Regions from separate parts of the Gossypium hirsutum genome. Here all the other regions are linked to region 1. Evidence: chromatin contacts called from public Hi-C data. All regions are on one chromosome and are shown on one strand. Each heading gives the region's core, a stretch centred on a gene start, on an enhancer-like site or on the middle of the called end of the contact. The rest is flanking DNA. Distances are from core to core; before and after follow the strand shown. Region 1 overlaps LOC107901016 (DNA cross-link repair protein SNM1). Region 2 has its middle 20 kb from the start of LOC121219016. Region 3 has its middle 15 kb from the start of LOC107901014.

What was found. A called contact is a pair of places that touch in the nucleus more often than the background predicts.
Region 2: a contact with region 1 is called in a Hi-C map of leaf, with 3 times the contacts expected there. The contact joins two enhancer-like sites. A contact is called at or near these places in 2 of 34 Hi-C or Micro-C datasets (callus and leaf).
Region 3: a contact with region 1 is called in a Hi-C map of leaf, with 2.7 times the contacts expected there. The contact joins two enhancer-like sites. A contact is called at or near these places in 3 of 34 Hi-C or Micro-C datasets (all in leaf).

The regions. Positions count from the first base shown.
Region 1 is chrD06:16,204,794-16,209,682 of Gossypium_hirsutum_v2.1, reverse strand. LOC107901016 (DNA cross-link repair protein SNM1) reads right to left here. Exons shown (of 10, transcript XM_041095739.1): 9 at 4,327-4,430; 10 at 1,968-3,880. The coding sequence ends at 3,736. Among protein-coding and RNA genes, the nearest start is that of LOC107901016, 7.5 kb to the right of the region's middle. Within about 2 kb of position 2,357, at least 7 of the 9 cell types and tissues checked have an H3K27ac peak or open chromatin away from gene starts, as enhancers often do. A contact at or near this core is called in leaf, where this site is marked.
Region 2 is chrD06:16,423,342-16,428,230 of Gossypium_hirsutum_v2.1, reverse strand. No RefSeq gene overlaps it. Among protein-coding and RNA genes, the nearest start is that of LOC121219016, 20 kb to the left of the region's middle. Within about 2 kb of position 2,545, at least 4 of the 9 cell types and tissues checked have an H3K27ac peak or open chromatin away from gene starts, as enhancers often do. A contact at or near this core is called in leaf, where this site is marked.
Region 3 is chrD06:16,398,591-16,403,479 of Gossypium_hirsutum_v2.1, reverse strand. It overlaps the pseudogene LOC107899933. Among protein-coding and RNA genes, the nearest start is that of LOC107901014, 15 kb to the right of the region's middle. Within about 2 kb of position 2,464, at least 3 of the 9 cell types and tissues checked have an H3K27ac peak or open chromatin away from gene starts, as enhancers often do. A contact at or near this core is called in leaf, where this site is marked.

The sequences.
Region 1 (4,889 bases), core at 1,108-3,607:
TAATAATAATAATAATAATTAATATGATTGTATATTAATATGAAATTAATTAATTTGGTCATATATTTTAAAAGTTCTACATAAAAATAGTATAATATATTATTAAATTAATAAAATTGTAAATCTATAAAATTATTAAATATAATTGGATAATTTAAAAAAATAAAAATCCAAGTTTTTAATTAAATATTAAAATTAAATTATTTTATTTTATTTTATTTTAAATATGATCATAATTATTTTATTAATAATATTTTTATTAAATCTTCAATATAAAACTAAGAGATATTTCATAACAAATTATTAATAATTATAATTATTTTATTAATAAAATTTTTATTATTAGAGAAATAGTTACTATCACTTAATTATACTTTGAATCTGTACTAAACTACGCTGTTATTTTAGATTAATTATCACTTAATTAGTGTTACAATTATATACCAATTAAAATTAATATTTAGCACTATAAATATATGCATTAGCAAAGCATTTTCATTCAACTAACATCTAAAGAATTATTGGAATTCTATTTCCATCACGAAAAAAGGTATGGTTTTCATTATTATTTGATATTCAATAGTTTTGTTGTTATTGATTCTAATAATACTTACACAATAGTTAATGTTCTTTACCATTTTGTTTTGAAATTTTATGTAAAAGGCAATGGAGTATTAATCTAATGATTCTTTGTAAGTAAAATTTTTACTCATTCAAATAACAAGTTATTTTATCTAATTACTTGATATTTTACTATACGTTTTTACTTCTTCTTTTTTCATTACTTTTAAAATGCTATTTTATCCTCTCAATTGATTTTCAAATTTATTAGTTTTTTTTATAAATTAGATCAACTCTAATTTAATTAGTAAATATGTTTTTTAAATTATAAAAATATATTATTTAATGGATTAAAAAAGCACGTAAAACCATGTGTAACACACATGACAAAGGAATTAGCAATAATAAAGATATAATAAATTAATGATACTTTGTATTTAAGTCAATTATTCCATCATATTAATATCTAAAATATGATTTATATATTTAAATTAAATTTTACAAAAATTTGTATTAATTGCTCAAAAGTATTTAAATTTTATATTCCATACATCATAATATTAACAAATTTAAAAGTTATTTAAATTAGCTACTTTTACTTTATTACATTATATCTAAAACGAACATTTTAACTTTTTACAACACTTTTTAATAGTTATGTTAAACGCATAAAATCTTAAATGACACTTCTTAAAAGCATTTTTAAAAAACTCTCCTTTAGAACACAATGCTAAACTAACTATTAAGCACAACAAAATGACATAAAAGGAGGTTTGAAAACAAGTTGAGTAGGCATAATTTCTTTACTATTATAATTCTATTATAAACCCCAAATTAAGTTGGTATAATGAAATAATATGGAGCCAATTCAATTAGAAATGGTTTGAAAATTATTATGTCAATATTGTGTCGGTATATATCGTGTCAATTCTCAACCTGTATCAAGTAATTTAGGTTTTATTTCATTGAAGATTTCAGTGCATTTTAATATGTTTCGACCCATTTTGATCAATACCGATGTGTACTAACCTATACCGGTTAGTAAAAAATTTTAATACTTCAAACTTAACTTTTTTTATAATTACATTTAAAGTTAAAATATAATTATTAAAATAAGTTATTGAAAGAAATTAATAATTTTAAAACTTATATTTGAATGTAAATATATTTATATGGATATATTTGCATACATATAATTTATTAAGAACTAAAAATTAGACTATAAATATATATATATAAACCCAAAGCAATACACCAAAAAACATCAAAATTAAAAATACAAAATTAGTAATTCAAAGTAATGTTTAAAATCCAAATAAGATAATCTTATTAATCCAACAAAATATTATATTCTTTGAATCAAATGCACACCTATAAAACTATTAATACATTTTGAAAACTATCATGAATAATTAATGTAATGTGATGTAATATACGATAAATTACACTCATGGTCACTTTAATTTTTTTTAATTCTATCATTCTAATTAAAATAATTGTAATTACTTAAAAATTCAATTAATCATTAACGAAAAATCCTGGCCTCCCCTTTGGGCCGCCGATTCCACCACTGCCTAAGCTCCAGCACCGTCATTTAGTTATCATTTTCTTTCCTTTTTGTTTCCAAGCTTAGCCGAAAGTAACTTCAATGGTAACCTTTTTCAATATCCCTTAATTAACATTGCTTTTGCTATCCCATTCTTTTTTCCCCCAGTGGCAAAGCCCAAGTCTTGAATCATTGTCGAGCCTTTGGCTCTCTTCGACCTCCCCGCCAAACACCTTTCAATTTGCTCTTCCGTCTTTCCCATTCCACTCTTTACGCCAACACACAAGGCAGATCCCTCTTTTTACTCTCCATAAACCCTAACCAAACCTCAATTAAATCCTTCCCTTCTCTTTCCCAAAACATTTCTCTTCTCCGCACCGTTTCCATTTTTGTTTCCCCCATTGAATTGATTTATGTTCTCGACCAAAACAGTGTCATTTTGGTACTTTCTAATGAGCTCTTGTTCTAACAAGTTCGTTCTTGATTGAATCGGTTAAAAAAATTTAAAGGGTTTGAAAGGAACAATAGTAATCACTCAAAGATTCCAAAAAAATCCATTCTCAAAGCATTGATTTTGTCAATTGTTCATCAAAAAGACAATAGGTTTTGGGTAAATTCAAAGGGTTTAAGATAATAGAGTGAAAAGGAAAGAGTTAGAGCAAAATCAACGATTTTCACTCTTTCCTAGCGATGAGCACGATCGAAAAAGGTAATCAAAGGCCAAACTACCATGCTAAAGCTTAAGCAACGATGGCATTGGCGACACAAATGAGAGGCCAAGGTTTTCAATTGAGAGAAGATTATTGATATCCCGTTAATGATTAACAAAAATTTTAATGAAATTTGGATAATTATTTTAATTAAAGTAATTAAATTGAAAAAAATTCAAATGATAAAAATAAAACAAACTTTATTTTAAAGAGACCAAAAATGTAGCTTACCTATAGTATATAAATACCATAAATCATAGCTGATAATGGTTTATTTTATAGGTATCCATATTAGAAGTCAAAACAGGCAATGCAATGCAATCATTCCATCTTATCAGAGAGATAGGGGTTTTCTAATTTTTACTGCCAATTAATGGTGGATTTGGATAAATAGTGCATTTAATTATGGTTGGTGTAAAAACAACAATAACGGTAAGATTAAATATTGTAACAATACTGTAACGTAAGATAAAAAATAAGCTAAACACACCACATCGCACTCAATCGTCCATCCAAATTTACCAGAAGTCAAAGTTGTTTAAATTAAACCAAATCAACCTGTTAAATTAGTTGAATCAAGATTCGGTTATGATATCAATCTGATTAGATTGATTGACCTATGAATTAATATAGACAAGTTGAATCGGTGATTAAAATTTCTTTTCTATTTTATTTTTTCTATTTTTTTAATAATTTATTTGCATTTAAGCGTGTGATTCTTGAACTATAAGACATGCTTAAACAATTTAATGAGTTCAAGAAATAAATTAGTTTTACCTTGCACCATGCCTTGAAAACCAATAATAACAGGGGTGAAATCGGATGTTCAACCCATTCCATCTCTTTGTAACTGTGCGACTGCAGCAACCAGAGCAAAAGATATAGTGCTGCTACTTGAGAGATCAAGTAGAGAACAAATCAAGGTAGCAAATGGGATATCATGGCTTTAGCAGAATCTGGTCCCTCGTTATTTACACTTGGTATTATGTTTTCTGGAGATACAAGTTTCACAAATTCTCTGAGCTCAGTGAAGCTGCTATGCTCACTATATGGTACTTCGTACCTGGAAAATAGCATCAGTAAGTCTCTACTCAAAATTTTAATCAGACCCTATATTTGGTCTGGCTCAGATTCATTTTATCTAAAGTACTCATATCCGATACACATCTTATGATCACACGAGTTAAAAGTATGATACTCTAAATATATGAAAAACTTTTAAAAATTAAGATCCGCATCCTAGTCCAGTAACAAAGGTGACTCCATACATATCTCATGAAAAATTAGGTTAAACCTAAGGCTGAAATCAAACCCCATTGCAAACCTAAATTAATACCTGAAAGCTTCAAAATTGCTCAAACATCACATAAAACACATGCCCCAGTGCAGGCTCTTTTATAAACATTTTTTTTTAATTGAATAATCTTTCCAAGTAGAGAAAGCAAGTAGGTTAGGGCCTGGAAGATGAAATAGACTTCTTTTAAGAACAGATATGGATGAGAGAAATACCTTATGATGGTACCCTGCTGCCACCTTCTCCCTGGAGATTTCTTTTTTCCCTTACCAAAGGTCCAACCCGTGGGAGAGAAAGCAACTACTAGATTGAATCGACGCTGAGAAGAAGACATATCCACGATCCATCAATAGTTGCATATGCATAAACATTACTAGTATAAAGAAAAAAAAACATACTACATAAAAGCGTTGAAGGTAAAATGACTTCAAACAAAATTGAAAATGTATAGCATGTTATGTAGTTGTTGCAGCACCACTTGATATTCTCTGAAAACAACTATACTAGTAAGATTATTTAGAATAAAATAGATGACATTCTTCGAGTAAAGAGGATATCACAAATTCCCTCTACGTGGTAACGAAATACATTAAGAATCTATAATGTGTCTTTCAAAAGAAAGATCTATACTACTAATCTTCTAATTCCTTTTCCTATTAAATGCGACGCTGACAATGAGAAACTAAGTACAAGGTGTATTAAACCATGTCACAAATAGTTCATTTATGCTAATCTTAAGTGCGTCATAGAATCTGATCCATCTTCTTCACCTTTCCTA
Region 2 (4,889 bases), core at 1,296-3,795, 220 kb before region 1:
ACAAATTTTAATTGTGTTGGATTAATTTCTCTATTTTCATAAGTCAAAATAACTAAATTTGGATAAATTAAAATAGAGAGACTAATTGTTCAAAATTTTGTAAAGCAATATGTTTTAAAAATAAAAAATGTTTGCATGTTAAAGTCGACAATGGATCTGTATTATTTTCCAACAAGATTATGCCTCCAAAGTCCAAAGGGTAGGGAAATGTGAAGAAGAAAGCTTAAGTGGTGTATGTGGAAATTACCACTCAACTCACTTTTCTTTGCTGACACAAAATTTGGTAGCTTAGTCTCAACAACACTTTCTCCTTTCATTTTTGTGGAATAATTTTTTGCACTTAGAAGAGTATGCTGTAAGACCAAAAAGCCAGCACCTTGCATATATATTAAAGAAAATGATTTCCATTGTTTCCTCCTTTTCTTTTTCTTCTTCTACTTGTTCCTACTTTTGAAATTTAAAATTTAAAATTCAATTAATAATAATATTAATTGACTTCTTCTAAATTTGAACCTACTTTATCAATTAAAATTAATTTTTTAAATCAATATTAAAATGTAACATATTCAAAATTAACGAAAATTCATAAATAATGTTACCAAATAGATTTTTATAATTTTAAAATGAAAAAAAAAGATCAAAATGACTAAATTGGTGAAAATAAAAGCATCAAACCTAGTTTTTAAATCAACCCTGTAGAAGATTTTGATATTTTAAATTAATTTTTAATATTTTTATCTTAACTATTTTTAAAATAAAATATAAACATTTAATTAAATTAGTCAACGTAATTAATAATTTTAAAATATATTTATATGCATGTAATACGTAAATAATATATAAATATTTTTAAAATATAGATAAATTAATACCAAAATAAAAACGGTAGTGAGTTGGAAATTATTTAAACCTTAATTAAGAAATAAAATAGAAAGAAGATAGAAGAAAAAGAGGGGAGGGGTGAGAAATTGAAGCATGTGGCAGTTGTCAAAACTGCAGTTTCCCAGCACCACACTGGCTCAATGCGGTGCGTGCATCACGTCACATTTTATTAAATCCTAACTTCTTTGGGGACACACACGCTTCATTATTCATTATTATCAAAAGGAAGACCTCAACTCATATACATAAGCAACAAAAGACTTCTTCGGTAAAAAACAAAATATAACTTTCCTTAATTTGAATTTCCACAACTTAATTACTCAAATCAAATATATATAAAAATTCTTTCTTGGTTTTCTTCCCCTGATTAGAGTTATTAATTAAATCAAATATTAATTTTTTTGAAAAATATGAAATTGGTAAGTTTGGTGATAGAGGGAGTGCCTACTCCCCTCACCAACATCAAATCTTTAAAGACACAATTTCCATATTTAAGGTATTAACAATTTATTGGACTATATTAATTATATGGTTGGTATTTAGCCATTATAAAAAAAATTATATTACTTCGAGAATTTTATATTGGTTGGATTGATATTAAATTACGCAAGATAATTTGTTGGATCATGATTTTAGTTGTCAAGAGTCTATATTTACAGTGTTTGATATTATTATAATGTATTAAACTTATTTTGTTGTTGCTTTAGTGGGATCGATATAGATATCTTCATATGTAAGCAAGTCTTGAAATTAAGTCTACATATTTGAGAGTCTTGAATAGGTGATTGTACTAAGAGTTAAGCACTTAATATGTTCTTTTCATAATATTATTGTGTGAGTACAATTTGATAGTAAAATCTTGTGTTATGATTTTACTTGTTGAATTCAAAAATGATGAATTTAGTGGTGAGAGTATTATATCTTCAAAGTACAACAATAAAGAAAATTATCACGATATGTTCACTTTTATATTTGTTGAAGTGAGTACATACTTTTGATTAAGCACTCCGCATAAGTAGAAAAACATTTTATGGGGTGGTTGAAGAAGTGCCACCACTTCAATTTAAGGTCTTTAAAATCTAATACTTTAGTAAACTTGAAGCCTTTTAAAAAAGTAAAGCTCCACTTCCACGACTAGTAATATTTAGCCTAGTTAATTAATTATAAGGTTATGATATTTAGATATAGCATGTATAATATTATTAGGGTCATGCATGGTTTTGGACTGAGCTTTACGTCATACGCGGAGATTTTCCAGTCTTCTGAAGGTTTCCACCATTTTTACTAATTTAAAAGAAAAAAAAGGTTTATTTACAATGTCAAATACTTTATTATTAATTGAAAAAAGAAAAGAGAAAACCCACAGTATTTAATTGTTTGGTAAAAAATAAAATTTTGTACATACGCAGTAGTCATGGAGAAGATGGAAAAAGGGCAGTAAATAATGGTTGTTGAGGATTGTGGATTTTTTTTTTTTTTTTTTGACGAGACAAGCCCTTGCCTCTTTTCATAAAGAATGATTTTATTTCATAATTCATAAGACGACAGAACAAACTCCCAAACAGGAAGAAGACAGCAGAGAAAGAAAGCCATCAAAGTGCCCTGAAAAGCAAGACAGCAAGGGCGGATCCTTATGGGCCTAGCCTCAAAAATATGGGAAATTTTGAAAGTTTTAATAAATTTTAGTTAGGCGTCAAAAATCCTTATGGGCCTAGGATCCATCACTGCAAGAAAGCATCCTCGAGATCAAAATAACATTTGATCCAAGAATTATGTTCTGAGGTCTAGTAAAATTTTTTTTAAAATTAGGAGTTAAATGAGATTTTTTTTAAAAAAAATTTTGAGGTCTAATTAACCTTTTTATAAAATTAATAAAAATTTTCAAAAATTTAAGGAGGCTTAACTAAAATTTCCTAGAACTTTGAAAGGAAAGTTTCATTATTGATTACCAAACATGTTTTTCAATTTCCAAAAGTACAAAAAATAAAATTAAAATTATTTTTAAAAATGAAAATAGAAAATATTTTCAAGAATCAAATCCAGCCTAATGCTCTTATATAATTTTATAAACAAACATTACTAGTTTTTGGTCCATGTGATGCATGGGTTTGAATTTTTATATTAACATTATTGATATTAATTCATTTTTTGGTATATAATTTTTATTTAAAATTTGTAACTTTCATAATCTGATCTAGACGTTAAGTCCGAATTCAGAAGATTACATTGGCCACCAAAATTATCAGTAAGTTAACGGAGTTTATAAAACAGACATTTTAAGCATTTGTTTATTTTAGAGGAAAACTTAGTTAATTTCCATTTTATTTATTACTCAAATTTTATTTATAATCTAGTAGCGGAAAAGTGATATTCAACTTAGTTTTAATTAAGTAAAATTAGAATTATTTTATGCATAATTAATTTAAAATTCATGTTTCAATATCCTAAATTTGAATTAAATATCATGCATACTAAATAAACTCAAAATCATAGTCCCATGCCACAATTCAAATAAAGCGATACAATTCCAAAATAACAGAAATTTTAAGTAGTAAATCTAAAATACTTTTTAATAAAAAAGATCAATTCGAGCCGAGCCTTTCGTATGCGGAGTCCATGTCATAACCTGGTGGGTTATCTGTAAATATAGAAATAATGGGGGAGTGAGCTTAAGAAGCTCAATGTGAGTTCAATCATAAGAAAACCAATGCAAGCGGTAGACAAATCATACAAAATTGTGACAGCCCTAATGTGACCCTAGTCGGGAAGTGGTTTCGGGACCACAAAACCGAGTTATAAAAATAATTAATTGCTATATTCTATGTTTATTATGTGTGTGTACATGCATATGTGGAAGTTTCATTCCCTAATTTTGCCAATTGCATGAGGAATTATTAAATAGGGATCAACATGAGACATGGTGAAATATGATAGGCTAATTTTAAAGGGCTTATTAGTGCATGTCAAAACAAGGGTGGACTTGCATGTCAAATTGCCCAATTCCCTTATAGTGGCCGGCCAAGATGGATTGATGATGGGCAATATATTTGTTGAATTTGATATTATAATAAGAAATTGGGTTATTGGAGTATAATAAATAAAAGAAAGAATAAAAGAAAAAAAGAAAGGTAATGAAAACAAAGCTTGTATCCTTGGTTCTTCTTGGCCGATTGTAAAGAGGAAGATAGGAGGGAAACATTCGGTCACTTGAAGCTTGAGAAGGTTAGTAAAAATTTTGCTAGTTTTTGAAATTTTAAGTTTAGTTTAAGTCAATTAGCTAGTTCCATATTAGCCCATTTGAAAACTTGGAATTTTAGATGTTGGTTTGAGCTTTCGGTTGTGGTTGTCAAGGGAGGAAATGAGATTTTGTTTGTCTTCAACAATTGATTGGTATATAAGTGTTAAATGTGAGAAAATTTCGTTTGAGTAATTGTAATAAATAATTAGAGGCTTAATTATCAAAAGGTTTCGGTTTTGATATTATTTTTATAAGCATAATTAGTTCAATTTGATAATAAGGTATGAGGTGATAAGTAAAATTTTCATGGTGGTTTAGGTTTAATGACATTCGGCTATGGTATTTGACAATGGTAAATTTTGTTGTTTCATGGTAAATTTAGATGAGCAAAGATAGATGAGTGTTTGAGCTATACAAATAATCATATGTGAGCAATGGGTGCTAAAGGGAAAGGAATCGACTACCTTATTATGTACCAAGGCCGAATGTGTACTTGAATTAGGAAGTTATTGAGTAATGTTTGTACCTTAAGTGATAGAATAGAGTGAATGCTTGGAATGTGATATGTGTGAATTATATGTTAAATTAAGGTTTGCTAAGCTAGCTATTAAGGTGAAATGCAAATGTTAGTATTTGATTTGGTAATAATCTGCTTGGGGACAGCAGCAGTAAGGTGATTTTGGAAAATCGCCATAATTTGTAGGAGTTGAATTAGAAGCTGAGTAAATTATGTCATTAAAGCTTGAAGAGTCTATTTTTTTACAAAGGA
Region 3 (4,889 bases), core at 1,215-3,714, 190 kb before region 1:
AGGATGTATATATATGTATATGTATATGAATTAAAATACGTATATATATGTATGTGTATATAAAAAAAATTATGAAATGTCTAAAAATATAAGAGTATGTGTATACATGTATATTTATAATAATAATAAGTACGTATGTATATGTTGTAGAAATGTATGCATGTATATATATGTATGCTTTGAAATTATAAAATATGAAAAAACATTTATATGTATGTATATGTATATGTATATGAGTTATAAAATATACATGCATGTATATACATGTATTATAAAAACATATGTATATAAATGTACACATATATGTATATATATAAAGTATATAAATAATATATAAGTATGTATATATATACAAATAAATTAAAAAAATATGTACGTATGCATATATATATATAACAAAATGTATGTATGTACATATAGACAACAAAATTTGAAATTAAAATGACATAAATAAGTAAATCATAACAATAATAATAATAATGTAATATAATAGTAATAATAATATTAAAATAATTAATTTAATGATAAAACAACTCTAATAACACATATGGGATTAAATTGGAAACCAAACTAAATTTTGGGGTCGAAACTATAAATAAATAAAGAAAGGATTGCCAGTGATCGAAATGAAACACGCTCAAAACTCAAGGGACTGATTGTGAAATATTCCCCAGCTCGAAACGCAGTGTTTTAATCGAGGGACTGCACATGGTCCAAGGACCATATCGAAACAGGAACAAAATTCGCTACCCAAATCAAAAAAACACAAAGAGTCAGATTGCATTATAGCGCAAAAGAGGAGGGGCTAAACATGCAATTAGCCCCTCCAAGCAAAACACGCGGATCCTCTGGCGGGTCGGGTCATGCGCGCTGGTCAGGGCCAAAACAACGTCGTTTCGGCACCTGACCTTCAGTTGCAAAACGGCGTCGATTGCTATAAAAGCCTAATTTTTTTTAAAAGTCCTCATTTCTGTTAAAAAAAACCTAAAAAAAAACTAAAACTCTCCGTTTCTCCCCTCTCTCCTCACTTTTTCCGATCAACAGACCTCGCCGCCACCATGGTCGATGGGCAGTGGCGAAAGAATGGGTTTTTAACCCCTTTTGCGGTGTCCTTGAGAGCCAAGCTCTCTCAACCCACGAGAAATGAACCGAAAGGGAGACCGTCGACACCTTTAGACCCGAATCGGACGACGGAGGAGAGACCCTCTGGCGGCGCGGTCACGGCCAACCCCGGTGAGTTTCCCTTCCCCCTCTTTGCTTGTTATTTAGTAAGTAGAAAAAAGAAAATAAAATAAAAAGATTCGAACAAAGAAAGTAAAAAAAAACCCTCAAAACTGCTCTCTTTTCATTTTTTTATTTAATGTTCCTGAAAGAGGAAGAAGAAAACATTACAGTGATGATCTTTGGCCTTTTATGGCCGATTACAACTGTTAATCTCTATTTTTTGTCGTCTTCTATTTGTTTTCTCTATTTGCTGTTTTCTTGGTTGTCTTTTACAGGTGACAGAGCAGCGTCAGATGTGCGTGGTTGGGGCGCTGGCGTGCGGCAGCGCGAAGGGCACGCGAGAAGGCCATGTGCGGCGCTGGGGGTGAACCTAGGTGCGGCGCACCTAGGGTTTTTGCCTCTCATTTTGCTGAAAATGTTTTTTAGTTTGTGGGCTGGTTATTGAACTTAGGGTTTTTTTACTATTGGGCCTATTAAGTGTGCTTTGGACTGTTTGGGTTTAATTTATTTTGAGTTTGTTTCTGTTTCCCTAGCCCAGGCAAAAATTGGGCTCTACAGGATAGATAACATAAATTCAGTGATTTGATTTTATGGAGATTAAGAGTTTACAATACCTTAATTTAAAGAGTTTAAACTTGGGTTGAGATATAGCTAAAGACTAAAAGATTTTAACCTATTATTGAAGTTCCCAACATTTCAAGTACCTATAAGTTATAACCACTATGGAATGAGCTATGGAGCCTATCTATTAAATCCCTGGACCACCTCCATAAAGTCTAAGGTGTAATCAATGGCTGGGAAACTAGTTGGGAAGTTTCCAAAAAAGGGAATCAAGAAAGGGGAAAATGTTTTGCTCCTTTGAAACAAAGTATGTGAACATATACATAAACGTGACTATTGTAAACATATAATACAAATTTATAAGACCCTTATTCATCTATCTACCAAGCTATAATGTAGCATTAAACTGATCACAAGAAGTTAAGCAATCAAGACATGAATGGTGGAAGAAAACACTAGGAAAAAAACCTGAAGCTGCGATCATCAGCACCTTTATGTGTCCGTACAAGGTGTTCGAGACTGTACTTGACACGGGGATAGTCACGGCGGCAGTTCGACAAAAGGACTGCGGAGCATCCTATCCTGAAAAAGCAATTCGGAACAAGCATAGACCGGTCCCGCCCTGGGTACCAATTGTAACCAACCATCTCTGTGTTCACTACAACAGCATAGTTGTTCGGGTTCGCTTGCAACATGTCTCTAGACAAGTCCACTGCTATGAGCCCAGCACTGCAGCCCATCCCACCAAGATTGTCTTCTCAAAGAGCTCATCGAGTGCCCCAAACATCACAGTTGAGGCTTCCAAGCGACCTTCTTTCATGGTTGCACTGTTCTCATCAGACATCACTGCCTTGGGAAGGTAAGTTTCATCCCCAACTCCCGATGATTTCACAATCCTTTTCTGGAATTGAAGACTAGCCTCATCAAACTTGCCTGATGCTCTTGCCATTTCAATAAACTGCTCCTTGGTCACCTGAAATGTAATATGAATAGGGTATACGTAAATGAATTGTTTCTCGTATAGCAAGAAATGCAAGTATATTTTCATTCATGCATGAAAAGTTCTTAACCTTTAAGTCATCGTGAGGACGAAAACATGCAAAGTCAATCAGATAAATGGAGCGAGGCCCTGACATAAAGTAAACAGAAATGGTGAATACAAAGACGGTGAAAAAAGAGAGGACTGTGGCAAGATCATAGCAAGCATCTTCCGATAGCTTTTTCCGTAGCTCTTCCCTACTAAGGCTTCCCACCTCCGCACTAAAAACAAGCACCAAAACTGGTATGGTAGCCAAGTAAATCCCACGATTGATCAGATAATGGTACCCTAACTTCACATACTTCAAGCTCACTGACTGAAGGAAATCCGGGATACGCCTTTGAACCCTGACAGAAAAGGTTAAGGAACCGGAATTAGGCCCGGAGGACTTGATCCCACAGTTCACAATCTCTGGTGACGAGATCTTGCTCATTTCTAGCCATGTTAAAGCCAGGATTAATCGCTAGGATGGTGAAGATCCAGGCCTATATATATATATATGCATATATATAATAATATTAATGTAAGATGGTGGGTAGAGTATAGTTAATGGGCAGACCAACTTGGTGGTGCAATTGAAAGGTTTTTAACTGCCTAAAAGTATTGAATTCAATGAAATCTGGTCTAATTCAAACTTTGAACAGGGTTTCTTTCGTTTATCATCATCAGCTGGTAAATTATACACTAAATTATGATCAAAGCTGTGGTTTGGAACATTTTATTTCTTATGATATTATGGGTTTTTTATCTAAAAAAGGTATTTTATTAATTAAAACTTAGACTCCGTTAGTTTCATTGAAAATAATTTCTGAAAATTATTTTTTTGCATTTTCCTATGTATGTTTCATGAAAAATAGTTTGGTCACGGAAAATGAAGGTCATTTTCCAATAAAGAGCTCATTTATAGGTAATTTTATTTTTATATTAAAAATTAACTTAAATCGAGCTTAATATTATTATATTAATAATAATTTTTTTATTTTAAAAATATTTAAAATTAATAAAATACTATAATTTTCAATATTATTAAATATACATATTTAATTATCCATATCTAATCATATAATAAATTGTTTAATATTTAAATTTTATTTTAATAATAAATTTAAAAAATAATAATTTTAAATAATATTGAAAAATATTCAATATTAATATTTTAATAATAAATATTTATTATAATTGTAATATACCGCCCGGCGTAGTCTTGTTGATGATTTGTATAGGCTAAAAGTTAAGTTAAGATTTAAGTCAAGGTAAGACTTATTTATATTCTATCCGCCAGAGAGGTATTTGTATTGGTTGTGCGCCATGTATGTGGCGGACTGTTTGATTTATAGGTAAGTTTGTTATGATTCACTTTTTAGGCGAAGTTTAAGTTGTAGTCTTTATATTTGGGGGTGGTTGTTGTGAAGAACCAGCCAATCAATGTTTCTTTAGGTAAGTTTGTGTGTTAAGTTCTTCCGTTTGAGTACACCAGTAGTGGATTGTGGGAATTGTGGATCTAAATGTTGTCTTGTTGTGCACATTTGATTTTTGTTTAGGAGTGAGTATTCGATCGAGTCGAATCGAGTCAAAAAATTTTGAGTTAGTTGAGTTGACGAATCCTATTTTAGCAACCGAACTCAATTTGAATTTTTTTTAATTGAGTTGAATCGAGTCAAAAAATTTCGAGTCGAGTCGAGTTAACAAATCTTATTATTTATACTTAATGTTACATTTACATAGACTGATTATTTAACTAGTAGACGAAGTACAAGCTTTTAGATTAATTTTGAGTAAAGGAAAAAGAGAAAGTGGGGAGATTCGGGAAGGAATGTAACCCCCTTACCCGTATTCGATGCCGGAATAGGGTACGACGTATTACCAGAACACATACACTTTTAACCATATTAACTGAGTTGTAAAATTTTATCTAAACTAAAACTTGCAAATTGTTATTCTTGATTCACTAATTAGGGTTTATGTGGCCCAATATACTCACAATCTTTCACTTCCTCGTCGTATGAATTTATAAATTTTTCACTTACTTGTTGAATTCATCACGAGTACCTGAATTGATCCGTAT